Regions from separate parts of the Zea mays genome. Here region 1 is linked to region 2. A link is a contact called in public Hi-C data. All regions are on one chromosome and are shown on one strand. The core of a region is the stretch at or near the end of the contact, and the rest is flanking DNA. Distances in the headings are between cores, read along the strand shown. Region 1 holds the start of LOC103627725 (transcription factor TCP14). Region 2 holds the start of LOC542643 (NOD26-like membrane integral protein ZmNIP2-1).

Region 1 (5,646 bases), core at 2,035-4,534, 210 kb before region 2:
TCGGTCCCCGACCCGTGCGCGCGATCCATGTCTCCCTTTCCTTGGCTACGTAGTACGATAGAAAGACGACGACTCGATCTGCCCCGCCCCTTGTGGGTGACTGGGTGTATGACTGTGGTGGGCCTCGATCACTCGGCGAGACGCGGTTGGTTGCTAGCTTGGCGCGCCCGGCAGATTGTTGGCGAATCAGATGACAAAAACCTACGCTCGCCCGCGCGCAGCTGGACCGGTGAACTGGACAGCATCGCTAGCTCTCGTCGCCTACTACGACGACTACTCATTTCCGAAAGGAATATAATGCATCGCCCATCGCCGCCGTGCGCCGCCTGGCTAGCTAATGGCTGGTTTTGAGACATGTTTGTACGCCCCCCCAACCAACCTCTGTTGCACGTACATTTCTGTTCCATGATTGACAGACTAAGGGGGTGTTTGGTTTCTAGTTACTAATTTTTAGTCCCTCAATTTTATTCCATTTTACTCCCTAAATTACTAAATATAGAAACTAAAACTCTATTTTAGTTTCCCTATTTAACAACTTATGAACTAAAATGGAATAAAGTGGAGGGACTAATGTTTAGTCTCTATAAACCAAACACCCCCTAATTTAATTTTAGATGGCATATGCATGTAGCAGAAAACGAAAGTAATCCGGTCGCCGGATCAAAAACCCTAGCGGTAGTCGTTGCTGAAACTACGCTCCAAGATTTGTTACTGGTGAAAAATAGCACTCCAGTAGAATATTACTCCATCCGTCCTAAAATATTAGTCGTTTTAGCTCTTATTTTTATGTCTATATTCGGATAGATGATAATGAATCTAGATTCTAGACACATGTATAAAATACATATATCAAATATTGTATACATCAAATATTGTGTGAATCCGTTAATTATCTAAAACGAATTTTAATTTTGGACCGTAGGGAGTATATTAAGTATATCATACTATCAAGCAACGAACTCCTCAACTCTGCAAAATGGAAGAGTTATAGTGGCTGAAAAAAGGATGAAAAAAAATTCGAACCCTAGTCACGGCAGTTGAATGATGCCATCATGCTTGATAAAAATCTCTTCTGCTCGCACTTGATCAATGCAAACCCTAAAACTAAAGAACAAAATGAACAATCTCTCTCTGCTGCTGCTGTGTTTCCCTCCTCTCTTCTTCCCATGAACAATCGTACAGCTCACGTAAGGATTCTGATCCTACCGCATACCATGGAGTAGTGCAGCTAAGTGTAATCCTCTCGCAGGGGTGTATCGTCTCGTCTAGCTTGGATGAGAGAGGAAGGAAACCACAAAAAGGAAAGCAAGAAAAAAAAATGAAACCAAGACAAAGAACAGATCAAAAGCCACACCAGAGCGATGCATGGTATCCTCGGTGACGACTCCCCCGTCGGCGGCTACGAGTCGCTGGTGCTCATGCTCTCGTGCCGGTCGCCGCGCCCGCCACCGTGCTGCTGCTGCTGGCCAGACCCGCCGCCTCCACCTCCCCCGCCCTGACTGGCCGCGGGATCCGTTACCACCTGTGTCCGGTACGCATTGAGGGCGGCGAGGATCCCCATGTGCCCCTCGCCTCCGCTGCCGCCTCCGCTGCCGCCGCCGCCGCCTCCCACGGAGCCGAGCCCAAGCTGCTGCCCTGGAAGCAGCGCCACCGGTGCGGGGAAGTTCATGAAATGTAGCCCGCTCGGCACGCTCCCCCGGTACACGGCAGCCGCGGCGGTGGCGCTGCCCATCTGCGGGAACGTCCAGATAGACTCGCCGGTGCATCCGCCACTGCCGCCGCTGGAAGGTGTACCACCACCCTGCGTGTTGTTGCTGCTCGGCACCATCCACACGGTGCCCGGCATTTGGCTCTGCGTGTACCCCGCCATCTGCTGCTGATATTGCTGCGCTTGCTGCTGCTGCTGCTGCTGCATTTCTTGTTCCCACCGCCTCTTCCTTGTCATATCGGCGGCTGCGGCTGCAGCCGCGGCAGACGGCGACTGTTGCGCGTCAAGACCGACGCTGCCGGAGTTGAAATTAAGCAACAAAGGCGACGGCGACGAAGATGACGAGGCCGGGCCCTCCGAAGGGAAGGCAAGGCCGACAACCCGGTCCCACGCGTCAGCACGGCCGAACCGGGCTGCGGTGGCGGGGCTAGCAGGCAAGGCGGCGCGTAGGTGGGCCGGGGCGGAGAAGGAGGAGCCCGAGGAGCGGAGGGAGATGTTGAGGGAGGTGAAGTTGGCCGGGATGGTGCCGGTGCCGGTGGCCGCGATCACCGCCGGCTCGGCCTGCTGCAGCAGCCACTCGATGGTCTCGCCGTCCGTCTTGTGCCCGAGCTCCCGCGTCAGCTGGAACACCCGGGCCGCGCACAGCGCTGGCATCCGGATGCGACGCCCCCTGCCCTCCACCTTGGTGTGCCGGTCCTTGGTGGAGCTCCGCTTGGGTGCCGCCTTCCGCACCTGCTGCATCTCACCTCCGACGGCCCCCGATCCATTCCCGTTGCCTCCCGCTGACGCGCCCACCGCAGCGGAGATGGAGCACGGCTGCTCCTCTTTCTTCTCCAGGAGCTGCAGAGGGAAGTTGGGGCGGCGGCCGCCTCCGCCGTCGCCGGCGACGTCCATGGTCAATTAAGCCATGGTGTATATACACAGCTAGTGATACAAGTATCTCTCCTGGCTGGTATGTTTCCTTGCGGGGTAAATGGAGTGGTCTAGTTGTTTGGAAGAGAGTGGAACGGCTTGATGTCTCCTGCCTCTTCTCTTTCTCTCTTGCTGGTGTGGGTCTCTAGCTCCGACCGAGAAGGTTAGGTGTGGTTGTAGAGAGAGTCCAAGAGAGAGAGCTGGCTAGCTATCAGGGAAAGAAGATTGTAGGGTGGAAAGAATCCTTGCTCATATGATATGAATATATGATGAGAGAGAAGATGGTTGATGGATGGAAGGCCGGTAGCGAGCTTGCGTTTGTGTGTGCGTGTGGGAGATCACACACACTATCTTATGGCCTTTTGATATGGTTCATCTGTGATTTCAGCAGGGAGGGAGAGAGAGAGAGGAAGCAGGAGCAGATGAGTATTTAGATGACCCTAGCTAGGAGAAGGCCAGGGGGGAGAAGGGACGAAGCTGGCGGCCGGAAGTGGATGGTGCTGTACTTTGTAGGGTTTGAGGAGAGAGATGGACGGATAAATGGAATCCTGGTATGCTCGGAGTCGGATAGAATGGGAGGAGGAGGGAGCCGGAGGAAGAAAGAGAGAAAGAGACCGCTATAGTATAGTCTGCTGCTACATGAGTGTACATGGACGGAGACCGGTGGGTGTGAGGAGGATAAGCTGCAGGGCGGAGGAGACAGGAACAGCAGAGGGGGAGGGGAAATTATTAGGTTCACCTAGCTAGCTAATCCCCGCATGCACAGTGTGCATCAGTACTGTGGCAGAACATAACGTGGTATGTTCTCCTGATGCTAACAGACGAATCTCCCGTTTAACCACCAGAAGAATGCCACGACACTATTCTCTCTCACCAAGCGAAACACCATCTTTTACAACCCCTTATATCCAACACTTAATCGAAGGGCCACAAAGGCAGATCAAAATTTACAAAATAACTTTTTAGTAATTTGTTTTTCTTCTATTTATATAGAACAACAGGTCATATATATGAGGAACTGTAAAAGAGATTCTTTATATCCCAAATGTAAATATTTTTTCCCCACCAATCACCCCATATTTTCTCCCCCGGCCCTTTTTCTGTTTCAAAGAGGCAGTCAGTGGCTCAGATTCCACGTGTGGTGCTCTCTATCATTCAACAATCCCCAATGGCACTGCATGCACACTGTAGCCGCCACTCTCCAAGTCAAAATACACAAGGAAAAGTTGTTAGCACGCACCAGTTCTCTTTGCTCTTATGTTATACGGCAAATGTTTGTGCTTTCCCAGTAGCCCCCTCCACATTTCATCATTTTTATGTGTAGTGAACAGATCGACGTGGATATCTGCTACTGCCATGTGCCATGTGTGTGCTACTGTGTACGTGCTTAATGACACAAATCGCGCCTGTAGTATAATCAGAGTACACTTCTTGTATATCTTCTTACAAATGACAGTTGATCTTTAAAGAATATAATTGTTTGGGAAAAATCTGTATGGGAGCAACAACAGCAGACAAAGATATAATAAAGTAGGGTTAGCTCAACAAGTAATCATTCTGTTGCCTTTTGTATTAGCCTTTTGCTACTTCCTTTGTTTGCCAGCCTTAGAATTCGTGGTGTTTCTGCCATGCATGGACCTGGTGTACGCGAACGTTTTGTAAACTGAAACAGAACTGCTACATAAAAGGGGCCGCAACAACACGAAGGAATTTATGCCCTGCTCTGCAAAGTTTTGTTTTTGAAATTTGTTGTGATAAATTTTTTAATGCAATAAAAATGGCACCAAAAGACTACCTCTGTGTAGTTGTCGTCGTGGGAAACCGATAAGTGGAGAGGCCAACACACATTAAGCTGAGCCGCTGCTGCGACCGCCTTTTCTAAACGTGCTCCGACCATCTCTGAGTGCTAGAGACGGTCAACTTTTAGATGACAACCAAATAAGGGCATGTGCTCCTCCTTGACTTGGCTCCGTGCAGCCTGCTGGTTCCTATATGCAAGCCAGACTAGCTAGGAAAGTGAACCAATCAGACTCTAAGTTCTAGTTTGACAACTCTATTTCCCCGGAAAATGAAAATCCCTGATAAAATGGTGTTGCCAAACTAACTATAAGCTCTAAGTGGTTTAGTTACCTCTATGGTCATACCCCTGCGCATCTAAGCAACAACATGCATGTCGTTCAAAGCATGACACACAACAATTGTAGTTTTTTTTTTTTTGAGTTTCATACAAGGACCCCAACCAAGAGCCATGCCAAATCCCTCATTCTCTTTTCCTCTCCGATCATCTCAGAAGTGGGCCTAGTTCGTCTCTCTCAACTTCCTGTCAAATATGTTTGCCACATGATCACAACATCGGTGATGGGAAGATACATGAGAGAGCTATGGCCATAGGCAGAGACAGAAATGACCAGAAAATAGCGCCTTTAACATCGATTGATGTTTGGTTCTCTTTCCTTCTGCCTAGTCCACATTGAATCATCAAAAGTACCAAATATGACCACCCGGTGTTTCTGTTATAAGCAGGCCACTAGTACACACAGTTATTTTTCAGCCCTTTTTTTCTTCTCTTTCTTCTTGTGGAATTTTCGTTCAAGTAGATATTCCAAGCCGTTACATATCATGACATTAATTTCAAACATACTGTAATTTATACTGCTAGGAATTAGGATGGTCATTTCCAAACCCCATTGCGTTCGTTTTTCAGTTTAAAAGGCAAATGTTTCTCAAGGTTTATTGCTAATAATGTGCTGATGCATGGGTTGGTGCGTGCATGGCGATATACGTTACATATGCATATTGATCTTTTAAAGAATCAACGACGATGTTTTTTATGCATGTATTTACTGATAGTAATGGAATAAAAGCCACAACGACATACAAGTAGCCTCTTGAACGATCCATATGTTGGTTAGTTGGGGCCAATGTTAAGGTGGATGTGGACTAGGCAATCTTTATTTGTTTTCTATATACAAATACAGTTTGTATTTTGATAAATGCAATGAGCTACAAATCTTACATCAGGACGG
Region 2 (5,183 bases), core at 929-3,428:
GAGATATAAAAACATGTAGTACTATCGATCTTTATAACCATACTTAATTAAGCAAACCCTGCAGGACCTCTGCACAGGGACGTGCACCGTACCGGCCGGCCGGCTGCGGTGCTCACGGCACATCGAATCGGTTCGGGTCAGCCTCACACGTCGTGCAAACAGGGCTCGCAGCCCGGCACCTGGGCCAGCCAGCTTGCCGGAGCCGGAATAGGGTGCCGAACCAGAGGCCCGCCGCGCCGGCGTTTTCGGCGCATCCATGCCCCCGAGGAATACATGTGCACATGCCACGGCACGATGGGCCACCACACCTCTCGAGCAAGAGTTTGAAAACTCAAATCATCTTCGAGATTGAAGGTGATTGGAGAGAAAATTAGCTGATTTTCACCTAATCCACTTCGACCCCGAAGAGGATTTACCAAAGTAGTCATCAGGTGCGGTCCCCTAATTAACCCTGGCAGCTTTTCTTTCTGCTAAAAAGGGACGGGACGGGACGGGACGGGACGGGAGGGAACACTTATCTCCGGCCGTGAGAACGCGGAGATGGATCGTGCCCACGAGAGCGACGTGGATGGCCATGCGGGGCTCTGGCTTCTTGGCCGTCCTAGCTCAAAGGCTTGCGTTTTGGCCTTGGCACGGCGCGCGGCTACATACACGAGCTTTTCTGCCTGGCCGTTTCGCTTCATGTCAGCTGGAACCGGCAGGTCTTTCACATGCCGTGCCAAGCCCAACGTATCATACTATATTACTATGCGTGTATATATACAAGTACTAGCACTCTGTGTTATTCGTGTCAGCTAAGCTAATGCTACTTGTTGCTTGGCTCCAGGCTTCAGCTAGGCGAGGCGACCGAACTGGCCAAGGAAAGCGACGTGTGAGGGGAATGAACGGGGGCCGGCTAAGGTCACTGCTACAATATATATTTTTTATAATTCCGCGTGAACATTGTTTGGGTTAAGAAATCCTACAATAGTTGACGCTTTGGCCGTGAATCTGAATAAATATTTGTCGTAGTTTAAGTGTCTACAGCTTTAAACTCGATCGAGGAAGTAAGTACATGATTGATTGGCCCGGACAAGAAGTTACATTTTTTTGAGCATATACTAAACGTTGATTTTTTTTAACTTCCTTTTCGATGACGATACAAAGCTAGACTTGATAGTTTGGCATGCCTTAAAAAAGGTGAATAATTTGGGCCATGATCACGCCATGACAAACGTGTGCAGCACGACTACTAAAAAAGAAGTGAAATAAGAATGTCGTCCAAGGGGGAGAATAATAGGTGAGCAACAAAGCAAAAATGAATCGCTCTGGTGGTGTGCGTTGTTATACGCCACTGAGGAGCTTAGGTCTGTACGTATATATATGTCAACGAATGCACCGATCGTACGTTAGTACGTATGCCCAACCAATTCAACTATGGCTCAGAGTTTCGATGCAAGAAGACGAACGGACGGGCGCGTACCTGGATCCAGGGGAAATGGCGGAACACGGCGAACGCGAGCGTGACGGCGGGGTTCATGTGCGCGCCCGAGATGTGTCCGACGGCGTAGATCATGACGGTGACGATGAGCCCGCCGGCGACCGACTGCCCCAGCTGCGAGATGCGGTCCTTGTCGCTGCCGTAGATCCCCGCCGCCCCGCACGTGACGAACACCAGCAGGAACGTGGACACCACCTCCGAGACCACCTGTCGATCGATGGGGTTCCATGGGAGCACCACACGCACGCTCATATATCAGTCTCCGGCCGGTTAGCAATCAAAGCAACGAAACGGAAAACAGGATGAAAGCAGACGACGGCCGGCCGGTCGTCACCACACCAGCAGCATATATATATGCGTACCTTCTTGAGGAGGTGCGGAGGGAAGATGTCCGCCAGCGACCGGTCGTAGTACGTGGGGGGCATGCTGGAGTTCTGCGCCGTGCCGATGTCATGGATCTCGTTGTTGAAGTTGGCCCTGGAGTTGGACCTCGAGTTGGTCGACATTTCCGGCCGGCGGTCGATCGATCGAGCTACTACGCGCCTGCGTGCTGCGCGTGGTCGAGCTAGCTAGCTAGCACACGTACGTACGCGAGTTCCTTCCTACGCACTGCGTGCAGCACTCAGGAAGAGGCCGGAGGAAGGAGGAAGAAGATGAAGCTTTACTCACTCGTCGCAGTCGCAGGTATGTATTACCTGCCTCTCTCAGTCTCTTGCTTGCTTGCTTGTTTGTTCGCTCTTCTAGGAGGTATTTATAGGGGAGAAGAACGAGGCAGGTCCCCGAGAAGTGAGCTAGCTGCTAGCAGATGTGGCCGGTGCACAACGCCTTTTCATTAGGCCTACTTGTCGGATCGACAGAGGCGCGCGCAGCGTACGTCTCCCTAATCGGCCAGGGATCATCTATCTCTTCTCTGCTCAAAATGAATTAATTTCCGGTTTCGTCCCAGCTAGTTTATTAATCTCTCGGAACACGTTGTCGGGCTGCCACTGGACGACGGGGGTGTATATGAAGCATGAACTCGCATGCCTACATACTTGCTCTTACTAAGGACAGGAATTCGCGTCATCGCCCCCGTGATCGCGAATAAAAACAAATGTTATTTGTGTCTGCAGCGCAGGTAAAATAATTTGGGGGTTTAATGGTTTATCAATCGGCAAGTGTGTACACTATGCGCGGGATAAAGCGCGACGTCGAGGTCATGACGCTGCGCTGTAGCGGGTGACGAACAAATTCTAGAATATGGAGGACAGGGGAGGGGGGGGGGGGGGGGGGGGGGGGGGACGCTATCGTATTGTATTGCAGGGACGGACGGATATTTTGGCGGCGTCGACGTCCTCTCGCCGGACTTCGTATAAGTTGACATCTACTGCAGCTCGTACCAAGCAGAAACGAGGCAACCAGGACAAAACCGTACTCAATTTTACCGTGGGTCTAGGGGGGCGCTGTCATGCCATTGCCGCCACTTGCATATGTTACCGACGGCGCTGGAGCAGCTGAGCAGTTTTCAATTGGCAGGGTCGTCGCCGACTCAGCGACCGAATTCAAATGCTGAGCAGTGAGCAGTTGTGGATTTGCTAAGGACGCATTACAAAATACGGAGTTATCCTAACCACTCTGTATACTTTACTTCAGCGTGCCTGCTGCAGCAGTTTGCAGCTCCGCTCTGCTGCGGACTGGCGCAGGCCTTCTGAACGAGCTCAGAACCAGTGCTCGCATCGGTTGTCACTGTCGAGAACAACCTGCCGCCTCTTGGAAATACCATCTTCGTTACTTCCACTATTTTCCAGTCCTGTGTACTCTAATCTGGTATTCTCTCCTTCACTTTTTTGCTTCTTCAAAATATCGTCTTTGACAGTAGGACTTGACCGAAAAAACCCGCTAACTGTCTTCAGGATCAAGAGGACAGTTAAATTTTCACCGTCCTTCTCCGCTGCATAGGATCCTCAGCGGTTGCCGATTTGATCGATCATGCTGCAAAAGTGCAAACGACGAAACCAAACCAAACACCAGCACCTGTCCACTGTTCCCTCTGGTACTAGCCTTTTGTACCGCCGTATTGTGTCAGTACATGGAATGGATTCAGCGTTTCTCACGCCTGGAGGCTGGAGGTACTAGTAGGCTCTTGTCATGCATGGACCACCAATCCACCACACGATGTGTCAACAGTGCTGGTACGCCCCCAACGTCACGAGTGTATGGCGGCTATGCCACTTCGCGCCGGTGGGCTGCAAACTACAGTGCAGTGCTGCATGCCTGCATTGGACTTCCATTTCCATACCGTGCCACTGTGTGCTTTTCCAAAAAAGAAGCTGGCTTTTACGATCACTACAACTCGTTTCAAGTCAGCCACTCGGCTCGGGAAAAATCCGAAACCTCTAGAACTCTTGCAGCCTATAGCTTTGTACTCACTGTTACTATCAGTAAGAAAGGACTCTGCAGAGTACAGAGAGGCCGCGTCTCAGGATTTTTTTTTTTTTTTTTTTTTTTTTTTTTTTTTTTTTTTTTTTTTTTTGCTGTGGACGTGTGCAGAGATGCTTTACAAAAGAAGAACGCGTAGTACAAGCAGCAGTTTCTGGTGTCCATACCATACACAAACACGTGTGGTGTTCGGGTGTGGCGAACTGATGAATGGGTGATCTCGTTTTAAAGGCGAAGCAGACGGCTCTGCTGCTGAAGCTGTGTGATTCTAAAAACATTGCGTTAGCATGAAGCCACGAGAGGCTCTCGTCCACGGGAACCGAACCATGATAGCTGACGAGAAATCGATCAGAGAGAGCAGCCGGAGATGCATCCTGACACACACTACTAATTATTGATATGTATATATATATTTGCTGATCATTGTCTTGCTTTGTCTGCACCTACGCTGCACACTACGCACCAGAACTTGAGAGGTCGTCGTCACTCCAGTCCAATCAAGCTCTTGTAATCAGCCTGCCCTGTGCCCTGCAGCCAATCATACCAGTTATCACCCGTAAATTTAAAAAATAAACACAGTTCAGGTTCCACACTGAACTGCTCTGATCTCGAGCTCAAATCCAACCTAGCCGCGACACCTGCGACCTGTGTCAACTGTCAAGGCGCGCCATCCGATATCTGCTTATTAGGCCACTGTTTAGTACAGTGTCCTGGAGACCTGGACCTGGACGGCTGGACCCCTGGCCACAAGTTCAGCACCTGGTGTCTGATTCTGAAGAAGCACCATTATTTGTAGTAGAATCATCGTGCATGATTTACCTGCTTTGCCCAAATCCAAGCACTAGATAGATATATTCTTGCAGCTGTATATAGTGCTGTCCTGGCTCAAGCCTGACCCCAGAACTTGGATCTCGACACACAAGAACCATATCAACTTCCCCCCATCAAATCACCCTGAAATCGTGATAGCACACTGCTGGTAGTGTTCCGGCTTCAGAGACGTAACCATTGCATTGGTTGCAAGAACTTCTCTACGGCAATGGCATCCCGATTCGGGCCTGGCCAGCAGCTGGTCGTGCATGGTGCTCCGGTCCACACCTCCTTAGCACCCTGTACTAACTGAGCTAGTAAGTGATCAGTCCCATCACCGTGCCTATTAACTTCTTTTGGGGTTAGATTATTAGTAAGTGATCAGCAGTAGAAGCATCTGTACATGTTGGCCACTGCATACCCTGAGGCCCCAGCCGTCGCCATAGCTGCGTAGGCGTATATGATTCTCAGAGCC

What was found. Hi-C and Micro-C count contacts between places; a contact is called where the count stands out from the background.
Region 1: a contact with region 2 is called in a Hi-C map of ear, with 2.0 times the contacts expected there. The contact joins the promoter of LOC103627725 here to the promoter of LOC542643 in region 2. A contact is called at or near these places in 3 of 25 Hi-C or Micro-C datasets (ear, endosperm and root tip).

Annotation. Positions count from the first base shown.
Region 1 is chr5:215,364,082-215,369,727 of Zm-B73-REFERENCE-NAM-5.0, reverse strand. LOC103627725 (transcription factor TCP14) reads right to left here and starts at 3,284. Exons shown (of 1, transcript XM_008648035.3): 1 at 1,009-3,284. The coding sequence starts at 2,602. The coding sequence ends at 1,400.
Region 2 is chr5:215,152,263-215,157,445 of Zm-B73-REFERENCE-NAM-5.0, reverse strand. LOC542643 (NOD26-like membrane integral protein ZmNIP2-1) reads right to left here and starts at 2,178. Exons shown (of 5, transcript NM_001112167.1): 1 at 1,843-2,178; 2 at 1,463-1,687. The coding sequence starts at 1,986.